Linked DNA regions of Mus musculus: regions 1 and 2 are each linked to region 3. Evidence: chromatin contacts called from public Hi-C and promoter capture Hi-C data. All regions are on one chromosome and are shown on one strand. The core of a region is the stretch at or near the end of the contact, and the rest is flanking DNA. Distances in the headings are between cores, read along the strand shown. Region 1 holds the start of Brd3 (bromodomain containing 3). Region 2 holds the start of Zer1 (zyg-11 related, cell cycle regulator). Region 3 holds the start of Gfi1b (growth factor independent 1B).

Region 1 (4,075 bases), core at 87-2,586, 1.1 Mb after region 3:
GCAGGGCTTCCTTGCAGTGGCCACCTCGCCCCAGGGTGTGAGAAGCACCCATGCTGTAGACCAAAGAGGAGACAAGAAGAGCCTGGAGAGGCTCCAGCTTGTCCTCAAATCTCTTCCAAGGACCCTGGGCTTGGAGCTTGGGACCTCTGAGACCAAGGATGTCACTTTGCCTTCTTGAGCCTTTTTCATTTTCAGGTACAGAACATATTCGTTGTGTATGTGTGTGTATGTGTGTGTGTACGTGTGTGTGTGTGTGTGTGTGTGTGTGTGTGTCTGGTATTTAATACCATAACCACCTGTGCATTTCTTGCATGCAGCAAAGTGCCCGCTCAGCCAGAAATAAACTCAGTGACACCAGGATCTTGGAATAGGTCCAGCTCACAGCAGAATTGGAACCCTGCATTGGCAGGCAGGTTCAGCGGGCACTGATGGAAAAACTTGTTTTGTTTGTAACGTTTTTGTTGGGGTCTATCACACACCCACCTTAAATTACAACTGGATAAAAACTGACTAACGTAGGCACCATTGTAATTTTCACCAAAACCAAGATCTGAAGTGTGACCCCGTCCTAACCCTTTCAAAACGCAGAAAAAGGGCGGGACTTAATCTCATTCCTGTCTTTCCATAGGCACATGGGGACACACTGAGACTCCAGAGAGGGAAAGTTGGCTGGCACAGCCTGAAGCATCCCTTACTGGTGTCTAGCTTTGGAGAATCCGCCTTTTTCCGGCACCACCAGCCAGGTCTCTTACGGAGTCCCCAGGTCTTCAACCCGCCCCAGGATTTTGGGGCGGGATTGATCGCGACTCCTCCCTGGCAAGGACCGCCCTGCGCGCGCCCTCGCCAGGCTAATTAGGCGCGCGGTTTGTTTACAAACATGGGCTGGGGCCGGTGCGCGCCTCCCTGCTTGTGAGCATTCGGGGTTTGAGGGAGGCCTCGGGGTACCCGGGTAGTGACCCCAGGGTGCTAACTGCGTTCCCGCCTTTCCCACGTTTTCCTAGGCTTCTGGAAATCCGCCCACCAGTTCTTATTCCCTGCGTGTGGCTGAGAACGCTAAAGTGAAGGCGCGCGGGCGGGCCAAGGTTCCAGCGTCGCCTCGGGTCCTGGCGGGCAACCTCCCAGCCCCGCCCCCACGCGCCCCTAGGCCGGGCCCGCTGGCGGCCAGGGCGGCCGGGCGGGCGGCCGGGGGCGCGCGGGGCGGGGCACGGCGTGGCGCCGGCGGGGCCGGGACATGTAGTCCGTGCGCCTCGGCCTCCCCTGGGCGGCCCTGGCGCGAGCCCGGGCGCGGACTACGACTCCCGCCAGGCGCCGCGGCGTAGCGCATGAGCCCTGTACAGCTCCGGCGCGTCTATTATGCTGCCGGGGCCGGCGAGCCAAAGAGGAGCCGGCCGCGCGGGCCGGGAGCAGACGGCGCTGGAGCCGCCTAGGCCAAGTACGCCTTTTTCTCGTTTCCTTGTACACTCTGGGCGGCGGCGGCGGTGGCGGTGGCGGCGGCGGACTTGGCTGAGAGAACACGGCCCGGAACGCATGGTGCAGGCCTCCCGCGCGTCTCGAAGCCCGGAGCCCGGGGCCGCCGCCTTTGTGCGCGGCCGCGATGCAACAAAGCGGGGCGGCCGCCTGCCCGGGGTCGCAGCGACTGCGCGGGCTCCGCTGCCCTCCGCCTTGCGCTGTGCGCCCGCGGCTTGCCGGTCGCCTCGGGCCGGACTGGGAGGCGTCGCCTTGGTCGGAGCGCCCAGCCTGGACTTGGCACAGCCCGCGCTCTCTGCGCCAGCCCTCCCTCACGGAAGGGATTTTTTTTTCCTTTCCCCTTTTCCTCTGCCCGCCATCTTCCGAAGGGGACTGCCTGGAGGATGCGCGGCGCGGGAAGGTGCGCGCGGTGTGCCCAGGGTCGCTCCGGCGCCACTTAGGGCGGATCGTCGCAGGGCAGGCCAGGCTGGGCCTGGACACCGCTGGAGCCTTGCAAGTGGGGCAGCCGCGGCGTGGCTTGGGGGGCGGCGGCTGCATTTGCAGAGTTATGGCCCGGGAGACGACTTTGCGCGCTTACGAGTTACTGGATTATTGCAGCCAGGCCAGGAGGAAACCCAGTTCATGTTTTGAAATCAGCCTAAACGAGTACTTAATCCGGGCGAGGTCGATTCGGATTGAGGTGGAAGGGGTGGGGTGCACGTCTTTTTCTTACTTCGTGTATAACACGCAAGCTAGTTGGGTGAGGAATGCGCACCCCAAAGCCTCTCGTATGTAAGGTTCTTGAGGATTCCCGGTGAAAAATCCTGGCGGCTTGGGGAAGTTCTCTCCACCAGTTGCTGCGACGGGGGCAGGGCTAACGAGGAAGCCATAAACAGTCTTCTTGCCCTGGGGCGGCGGGGGGGGGGCGGTAAGGAGCGGGAAGGGGGCTCACTGGGAGCCGGGGCATACCTTTTGTGAGTTCATACTTTAGGGCTCAATTTTAAGGCTCTGCCCTTTGCAATTTTGATTAAGAGCTTTCTGCCAGAAATAAGTGCACAGCTGTTGTTTCTCTACCTTAAACTTCTTAACTGTATAAGTTTGTGTCTCTGAGGTCATTCTTGTGTTCTTCAGTGGCTAACATGGGACTGGGTGCAGGAAGAGAAATGAGTGAAGGAATTGAAGGGCTCAGGTCCTGTCCCCCTTAACCCATGAGGACAAGCTGGTTGTTGTGTCGTCCATCCCCCCCCCCTTTTGTTTTGCACTTTCTTAGTGGTGTGCATTACTGGGGGTGGGGGTGCCCCTGAAGAGATCTGAGATCTCTGCTGTGCTGCTTGAAGTGAGTTTCTCACAGGCTTTCCAGGGTCCAGGAAAGGAAGGACTCCAAGGATCAAGCCCCAAGCCCCAGTGACCTTTTTTGAGTGGCCCTGAGTGTGGCCTCTCATTCGCAAATAGAGGCCTGTTTGCTGTTTGTTCTGTTGGAGGCCTTGATGTGCACTGTTGGCTGTAGATCATGAGAGGTGAGGTACAAGCTTGACAGTTCAGGAGGTGGGGGTAATTTCTTCCTGACCTTGCTTATAAACTCCGGGTCCACTGCTTTAGCAAGACACCAGGAATCTGTGGCGATCCAGACCTAGCCCCACATCCGGGGAATTCAGGAGAAAGGCATTAAAAAGCTTTTGTAGGGTGGATGACCAGGGGGTGTGCCAGTTCGTTCATTTCCCTACCTATATATCTATTTACTTTATTTATTTTACTTTTAGGAGATGCCAGGTTTACTTTCACAAAGAGTAACTGCTTTCTTTCCACAGTGCAGTATCCTGTTTTGGAAATGAGCTTTGAATGAGGGATGGAGCTTGTAAAAGTGTCCTCCCTCCCTTAGATGGTGAAAATGGGGGGGAGTGCTGAAAGGAAAGGCCCTGCCTGGCTTGCCTCTACTCCGGCTTCTGTAAGCCTGGAGCTGTGCCCCCAGGGGCTCTCAGGGTTACCTTGTCCACTTCCTGGTTTACTGTGTCACAGCCTTCCCAGGGGAGGGTGGCCCAAGGTCACAAGTGTTACCCACTGTTCAGATAAGTGCTGGTTATCCAGATCTCACCTTAGAAGGAAGAGCCGCGGGGAACTATGAGTGGGAAAACAGGATCCAGTGGAGACCTCCACAATTCAGAAGGTAATAGGAAGTTAAGAAAGCAGTACTCCTTCCCAGGGGACAGCCTTGAAGCTTGTGGCGTCCTTACAAAGCTATCCCCTGCACCTGGGGGCTGCTGTTTGCAGTACATTTTGACATGTGGTACCCTCTCGTCTATTTGTGGTTACTGCTGCGCTATGGGACACCCAGCTGTCTTAGTGTTGGTGGGTTCTATTGCAGGGGAAAGTGCCCCATTGTGGGTGCTCACAAGTTGGTAGTCTCTTTGTAGGCCTCTGGGTTGAAGTAGATCTGGGTCCATGCTGTGTACGTGGCTCAGGCTCTGGTTCTGGCAGTTCAGTACTGTTGGCTCTGGTCTCTGCGTCTCCATATGGCCTGATGACCTTGACCTGGAGATACATTTTGGGGAAGGGCCTCCTTGCCCCCATAAGGCCCAGAGCCCCACAGAGGCTATCATATCCTAACAAGATGAGGACTGGAGAAGGAGGG
Region 2 (3,767 bases), core at 274-2,773, 1.5 Mb before region 3:
GCAGCTCAGCTTGTTTCCTCTTCTTACATGTAGCTGGTCTGGTCTCAGTATCTTCTTTGCAGCTCAGCTTGACTAAGAACTCTCAACTTTTTATTCTTTTCTCTGGCAGGGAGGGTCTTAGTGAATCTGGTTAGTTTCAGGGACTTCCTGAACCTATTTTGAGTTATTTACCTTCCTACTTAAGGTATCTACTTTCTCTTTTCTTTTATTTTTTCTCCTTTTCTTGTTTTGTTTTTTGTTTTAGAGACATGGTTATTTTGTGTAGTTTTGGCTGTCATGGAACTAGCTTAAACTAACGGAATCTGCCTATCTCTGCTTCCTGAGTGCTAAGATTAAGGTGTATGTATAGTATTTTGTGTGTGTGTGTGCGCGCGCTCAATGATAGAATTCCTGTCTGCCACAGGACCTGGGTTTGAGCCTCCACATCCCCTCCCTTCTTTCTCTCTAACCTCACTCCAGGGCATTCCTTAAGCAAAAAGTGTTGTTAGTTTACCAGATGTGGAGGGCAGTAAGAAAAATGTTTAAGCCTACTGCCTGATTGTTTGAGCTTAGAATGACAGAGATGCAAAGAGCCCACACTGATTTCAACTGTGAACGTTCTGGACAGGAGACCAGAAGGAAACAATTTACTGAGGGACTGGGTAAGGAGAGAAGGTAGATGAAAAGTCTGGATGCCCTGATTGTGAGACTGCAGAAGGAACGAAGGGATTTGTGTTCGGAGGCTATGGTAGAAATCAAGAGAAGAAATGGTGATGGGGCCAGTGAGATGGCCCAGCATGTAAGGGTGCTTGGTACAAGCATGGTGAGGACTGAATTTGATCCCTGAAACCAACGTGGCTGGTGTAGAGAACCCTCTCCAGCCAACAGTGCTCTGATCTCCTGCACATGTGCATATGCATGCACACATATAAATAAATGGGAAAAAAATCTTAAAATGAAAAGGAAGTATAGACCAGAGAGCTTGTTCGGTTCCTACGTTTGTGGGGCTTACAACTACCTGTAACTTCAGCTTCATGGGCTCCGGGGCTATTGTCCTCAGCAGGCAGCTGCCGTCACGTGCATAAGCACATATACACTTATGTACATAATTAAAATAATATTTTTGAAAGATAAAATGATGGACAGTAGGGCACTATTGGAGGAAGAGAGAAACAACTGTTAAGAGATCCTTGGTGACTAGAAGAAAACGCAGTGGCCAAGAACAGCCTCACTCCTGCTATCTGACAGCTCCTGGGTGAATGGCCCTTTTCGTGAAGGAAAGAAGGAGGAGCACATTTTGAGGGGCAATGTGGTGGCTGCTTAGAGACCGCCCAAAAGACGTCGGGTTGGGCACCGGGTGAGTCAGCACTAACTAGGTAAGATGGAGTCAATCCTGTCCTGAACCTGCTCCTGCGAGTTAGCCCCTCGCTAGAAGGAACCCTGGAAGCTAACGTGGAGACTGGGGCCTCAGCTTGGGCAGGAGCAGCCCAGAGAACCCGGAACCTTCAGCCGCCTCCGCCCACGTTCGCGGCGGGACAAGACGAGAGAACCCCTCCTCTGCTGCTAAGGGGCGGCCCGGAAGTGACGCTTTGTTGACAGCACACCCGCAGCCACAGGCTCTCCAAGCCTTCGGAACAGGATCGGGGGGAGGGGCTGGGCCCGGAGCCAAGCAGCCGGCGGCCCGAGGGCAAGGGAACGGCCTCCGTCCGGGGCTCCGGTCGCAGCATTCCCGCCCTGCCCCGCCCCGCCCCGCCGACCCGGACCCGGACCGGATCCGACCTCCTGCGGCGCTTTGGCCGCCGATTCCCCCGGGCCGCAGCCTCCGCTTGTAAGCCTGCGAAGCATCCTGTCTCCCCGTTGAGGGCCGCCCCCTCCTAGGGTACGTCCTAAATGCCGAGCCAAGAGACGTACCTGCATCCTTTTCTTCACCCTGTCTCAGGGTCTAAGCATTGTCGCTGCGACTCCTTGCAGAGGTCCACCACAGGCTAGTGGTGGGATGGCGCTCGTCGCCTGCCACCCAGGTCTGAGGATTTTGCCTTGAAAATTGAGCTCTCTCTAGAATGAGAACGACGCTCGCCCTTGCAAAATGGGGGCTCAACGTAGGGCTTAGGAGGCCAGCCTCTGCCCCTCCTACCTGTTGGATGAGTTTAGGTCTTCTCCCAACCCCCGAAGCCGTGCTACTTAAAAGCTTAGGGATGGCTTGGCTCCTGGATCAGCTCCCAAAATGCGATGCCAAGGTACAAGATAGTGCAACAGGGTCGGAAAAGAGCGGGTGGGCTTGCTGAAGATCAATGGCTCCCATAGGTGAGGTGAAACTAAAACTGACCGCTCTGGCTAGCTCTGGGTAGATTTAGCTGCTCTTTAACCAGTCAAAGCTTCCCCGGGTTTGCTTGTGCCTTGTGTGTATGACAGAGACGGGAGGGGGAGCAGAGGGTTGGGGGTAGTGGTGCCTAATGCCTGGGAAAAGCTAACTCAATGATGTTTCTGACAGAATGGTTCTCTACAGGCTTCAAGTTAGAGTGACCGGTGGAGATAGCATTGAAAGGGGGGTCACAGAAGCTATGCTTTGACCAAGAGGTTCTTGTTAGGTATGAAGGGTCGATGTGCTTTGCCTTATTCAGTAAATAAACGTACAACATGTTTGATAGTAATAGGTGTCACGAAGCAGAGACTGGGACCTCTGTATAGAATGGTCAGGGAAGGTCTCTAATGAGGTTTCTGTCTGAGCAGAGATGAGTGAGGTAGAAAGTCATTACAGCTTTCTGGGGGCTCAGCATTCAGCAGCAGGCGCAAAGATCCTGTGGTGGCAAGAGAACCCGCTTGGGTCTGAATGAAGGAGGCAGAGTGGGTGGCAAGGAAATCAAGTGAGAAGAAATAACCGCAGGGAACATATTAGGGACTGGCTTGTGATGCAGGGTTGATTTGTAATTTTTGAAATGTTGGAGAAGAATCAATTGTCTGAGGTGACAAATGACCAATGTACTTCAGCCCTGTGTTTTAAGTGCCCTCTTGCTGTCTGTACTGAACATCCATGGCAGAAATTAAAAGAGATTTCTGCGGGAAAGTCATGTCACATTACTGTTTCCTCGTAGTTAGAATGTGAGCAGGTGACCTTCTGCCTCGGTCTTTCCATCTGTAGAATAGGACTGCTAAGCTACAGGGTGCATGTGTGGCAGTGTGGTACATGACAGGAGGGATCCACCCACGACACAGTCCTGCAGCCCTTCTTTCTAGCATCAGCTGGAGGCATCACCAGCTCTGTCTGACTCCCCTGGCTCATAGGATTTGTAGGAATACTGGGGGAAGCTAAGTAGAACTTTATGACACCATTCACTGGTAAAAGTAATGGTCTGTTCTTCGGGGTATCTGTGACCTTGGCCTTGATTGTTTGTTGTGTTTGTTTAGACAAGTTCTCACTCTGTAGTGAGACTGGCAACGGCCTGTGGAATCCAGACTGAGCTTGAACTCAGCAGTTCTCCTCAGCATCCCAAAGGCTAGGACTGCAAACAGGAGCCACCAACTCCAGCTGGTGGCCATACATACATACATACATACATACATACATTTATTTATTCATTTATTTATTTAGAGGCAGTTTCATGTAGACAAGGCTGGCTTCAATCTTGCTATGTGGTCTTGAATTCATAGAGCTTGATCTGCAACTGCCTCCTGATACAGTTCCATCAGATTATATGTGTGTACCACCATGCCTGACCCAAAAAGGACTTTTAAAATCAAGCCCTGAATATCCCCATTCTGTAACATAATATAAGCAAAACGATGTCTTC
Region 3 (3,934 bases), core at 1,414-3,913:
GATGCTTGCTGCTTTTTCACAGGACATGAGTCTGGTCCCCAGCACTTACCACTCATGCCAGGTAGCTCACAGCTGCTTTTATCTCCTGCTCTAGGGGTCTGACACTCTCTTCTGTCCTCCATGGGTGCTGAGCACGCATGCAAACACTCAATTGCAGCCATATTAGCATACATAAATAAAAATAAAATGTTTAAAAGGGACTGGTGGGACAAAAGCATTCCTTTAGTCTTCTGTCATTTGCTCTGTATGGTCACAGCTTTAGAATATGTTTACCCCTACCGCATGTGAGAGGGTACAACAAGGGCACCGGTTAGCCAACCTTGACCAAGCACAGAAAAGGGAGGAGGAGGAAGAAGAGGAAGAAGAAGAGGAGGTGGAGGAGGAGGAGGGGGAGGAGGGAAAAGAGGAGGAGGAAGAAGATGAAAAGAAGTACCTCATTTAAGAACAGATCCATGGGGCTGGAGAGATGGCTCAGCAGTTAAGAGCACTGACAGCTTTTCTGAAAGTTCTGAGTTCAAATCCCAGCAACCACATGGTGGCTCACAACCATCTGTAATGAGATCCGATGCCCTCTTCTGAAGACAGCAACAGTGTACTTAGATATAATAATAAATATAATATAAATAAATCTTTTTTAAAAAAACAGATCCATGGAGTGCTGTTGAATAAGTGAATGAGTGTCCACATCTCTGGAGGCATCCATCCCTTAAGGACGAAATGAAGGCACGGCCTCCAAAACTGACCACTTACAGAAGCAGTGTTGGCTCCAGAGGCCACCTAAGGTGGTTTGGGTCAGGGCTGTATAGGACTGTCATGCCAAGTGGGGGTCCTGGCATGAAGGGGCTGTGTCCTGGTCATGCCAAGGACAAAATGTGGGAGTCTTAGCCTAAAAGACACCCGGGCCTGGGATCCTTCAGTGGCAGAGCCTCACCCCCTGTGGCGCCAGCTTCAGAGCCACCGTTGAACTGGTTGTGCTACACAGCAGCTTGAGGCCAGAGCTCAGCCTAACAATTGTGCATTTAGAAAGCCAAAGCTTTGGGAAGGTTATGGGGAGGGAAGTGGGTGTAAAACCATTAAAGATGTCCACAGAGGAGGATTTGAATGAGACATGGCTCAGCAGGAAAGACAGTCAAGTGTAAGTGTATGTGACAAGAAATGAGGGCTGGTCCCTGTCAGGGAACAGTTTAAAAATGTCCCACGTATGGTCTATTAAGTTTTCTGCATAGTGACTCAGTTCTCACCGAGTGCTGGCTGGTAACGTGTACCACCCAAAGAATACTCAAGACGTTTTATAAAGAGAGAACAAGGCTGGGTGTGGTGGCGCACACCTTTAATCCCAGCACTTGGGAGGTAGAGGCAGGCGAATTTCTGAGTTCGAGGCCAGCCTGTTCTATAGAGGGAGTTCCAGGACAATCAAGGCTACACAGAGAAACCCTGTCTCGAAAGAGAGAGAGAGAGAGAGAGAGAGAGAGAGAGAACAAGGGCTGGGTGTAGCTGTCTCCTATCTGTGGCCACCAGTCTGGACCTGTGTCCCCTTGGGGAGTCTGTTGTGACCTCCGGCCGCTGCCACAGGGTTAGCCCCCTCAGCAGAAAGGCCTCAAACGAAACATCTCTTTTCTCTACACTTTGAACATTGGACTTGCAGTTTCAATCGGGGCTTCCTGTCCCGTGTTTGTTTTCTTTATGGGGGAAATGTAATCTCTCCAGTCCTGGCTGCAAGAGCATGCAAATCAGCTAACAGTGCTGTTTGGTGGAGTTCTCTCTGTATGCAAAACTTCCTGGAATAAATCAGTCATCCCCAAACGGGAGGAGGCCAAGGGGCAGAGCAGGGAAAAGAAAGTGGGGACCAGGGAATGGGGCTCTGCTCAAATGGGGTGAAATGCCCTGCGCTGGCCTGGGTACCCAGAGGGGCCCCCATTGACCTCTCTGTCTCTCATGCTGCCACTAGATGGCAGCACACGCCGGCCGTGGTACTTGGGTATTCAATCTGTACTTGAACTTTGCCAGGTACAGGTTCCAAGGCCCCCAAATTCACTACCTTGCTTTTTTTGTTGTTCTTCTACTCTGTCTATTTGTGGTTCTGCTGGTCTGTGGTTGTCTGGGGGAAACTCCATTTTTTTTTTTTTTTAAGAATGAGCTCAGTGGGAGACAGAATCCTGTTGGTTAAGAGTGATCTGTACTGGCCCAGGATCCAAGAGCTTTAAACACAGGGGCCCCTCTAATGCCTCAGCGAGAAAGTGTGTGATGGTGGAATCTAGGAGAGGAGAAGCAAGAGGAAGAAGGGAGAAAAAGAGGAGAGAGGAGGAGGAGAGGAAGGAGAGGGGGAAGAAAAGGAAGATGGATGGGGAAAGAAGAGAAAAGGGGAAGAGGGGGAAGGGAGGGAAAGAAGGAAGGGAAAGAAATAAAATCTAAAGCAAGGATGAGGGACTGTAAGTCAATGCTAGACTTTTACATTTTAATAAGTTAGCCACTCTCTTTCACCCAAATGCTACTGAAAGTTTCTGGAGAAATTTCCAGTGGGTTAGAAGCTTCTGTGAAGTTTTGATAAGCAAATGTGGCTGCACTTTCGCGCTCTGGTCATTGGCTGACGCTGCAGCCGCCAGATTTTGACACAAATAATCAGATTGAAAATCAGGGAGGGGAACAGAAGGGGGGCGGGAAACACAGAAACGAAAAGGAGAAGTGTCTGTCTGTGCAGAGACTCATAACGTTGACCGAGCCGAGAGCAGTCCCCAGGGACAGTGTGGAGGTTCGTGGCTCTCGGGCAGAACTCAGAAGAGGGACAGCTCCCTGACGGTGAGTGCTGCCAGACCCGTGCTGGCTGGGCTCCGCTGAAAAGTTCGTCCTGGGTGCCCAAGGCAGGGAGGGTGTCTGCTTCCCTTTAAGGTGAGAGGAAGAATACTGTGGTAGTCTCTCTTCTGGATGCAGTGCTCATCACCAGGGGAGAGAAGAAGGAAGGAACATGGACCAGTCCCGATACCCCAAGATAGCGCAAACACCGAGCTTTCCTCCTGCGAATTCTGTGAAACTTCATTGTAGGGGGCTAGGCTTCACCCAGATACACAAAGTCAATCCCCCCCTTCACACACACACACACACACACACACACACACACACACACACACACACACAGAGCACTTTTCTAGGGGCACCAGAGGAGCCCAAATTGGTGTCCCCCTGGGCTAGAGCTGCCCTGTGCCAGGATCTCAGAAGGGATTGGTAGCTCTGATGACCCTCTCAAAAGTTCCTGGAAGCACCGGGGAGGGGAGTCAGACACCCTTTCCTTGGGAATTTACTGAAGGGAAATGACAAGGTGAGGCAGACCACAGGATGATGGAGGGGAGGCACTGCCAAAGGCTCTTGGCTCCTTGAGCATCTGTAGCTCTTCTCACCTAGAGGAAAAGGTGAGTTTGAGTTGTGGTTTTCTTAGAAAACAGGGCTCATTGCAGAGATGCCCACGGATGGATGCTGTGGTCTGTGACTGGGTCCTGGGAAAGCCAGCATTTTTATGAGACTACTGTGGGGAAAGCCAAGTCACCCTAGCTGTGGAGTTGGACAGCCTGGGTACTGGCAGAGCTGTGCCTATCCACCTGTGCTCTTCCAAGTCTGCAAAGCCCTCCATCAGGAGAGGGGTAACATTTTGATTTGGGGGTCAACCTGTAGAAAGTCCCTCGGGGAGTTGGGTGGCTCTGGATGATTTAGGTCTGATGGAATCGCCCCAGTGGTGCTCACCATTCCCAGAACTTCAAAAAGGTGGGTGCAGGTCCCAGGTCTCCCTTCACCGGGGCACAGAGCCTGCTCGCAGGCAGAAATAGCAGGAGACTCCTCCGTCTGAAGGCGTTTGCATTGAATCCTTTCTGGTGTCAGTCCCAGCCGGCCGTGGGGAGTGTGGGGGCTGTTTGCCCAGTTTTGTTTCCATTGTGGTAAAACAAGT

What was found. Promoter capture Hi-C pulls out the DNA fragments that hold promoters and counts their contacts. A called contact is a pair of places that touch in the nucleus more often than the background predicts.
Region 1: a Hi-C map of B cells shows a contact between it and region 3, with 6 read pairs. The contact joins the promoter of Brd3 here to the promoter of Gfi1b in region 3. A contact is called at or near these places in 2 of 39 promoter capture datasets (hippocampal neurons and pre-B cells), 1 of 484 Hi-C or Micro-C datasets (B cells) and 1 of 115 datasets of contacts at active chromatin or transcription factors (astrocytes).
Region 2: a promoter capture Hi-C map of pre-B cells shows a contact between it and region 3, with 2.2 times the contacts expected there. The contact joins the promoter of Zer1 here to the promoter of Gfi1b in region 3. A contact is called at or near these places in 1 of 39 promoter capture datasets (pre-B cells) and 1 of 484 Hi-C or Micro-C datasets (B cells).

Annotation. Positions count from the first base shown.
Region 1 is chr2:27,472,934-27,477,008 of GRCm38.p6, reverse strand. Brd3 (bromodomain containing 3) reads left to right here and starts at 1,336. Exons shown (of 12, transcript NM_001113573.1): 1 at 1,336-1,432.
Region 2 is chr2:30,122,367-30,126,133 of GRCm38.p6, reverse strand. It overlaps Zer1 (zyg-11 related, cell cycle regulator), which reads left to right and starts at 1,523. Exons shown (of 16, transcript NM_001290503.1): 1 at 1,523-1,858.
Region 3 is chr2:28,620,711-28,624,644 of GRCm38.p6, reverse strand. It overlaps Gfi1b (growth factor independent 1B), which reads left to right and starts at 2,663. Exons shown (of 7, transcript NM_008114.3): 1 at 2,663-2,796. Gm52548 (a long non-coding RNA gene) reads right to left here. Exons shown (of 2, transcript XR_003954006.1): 1 at 3,733-3,934; 2 at 2,442-3,392.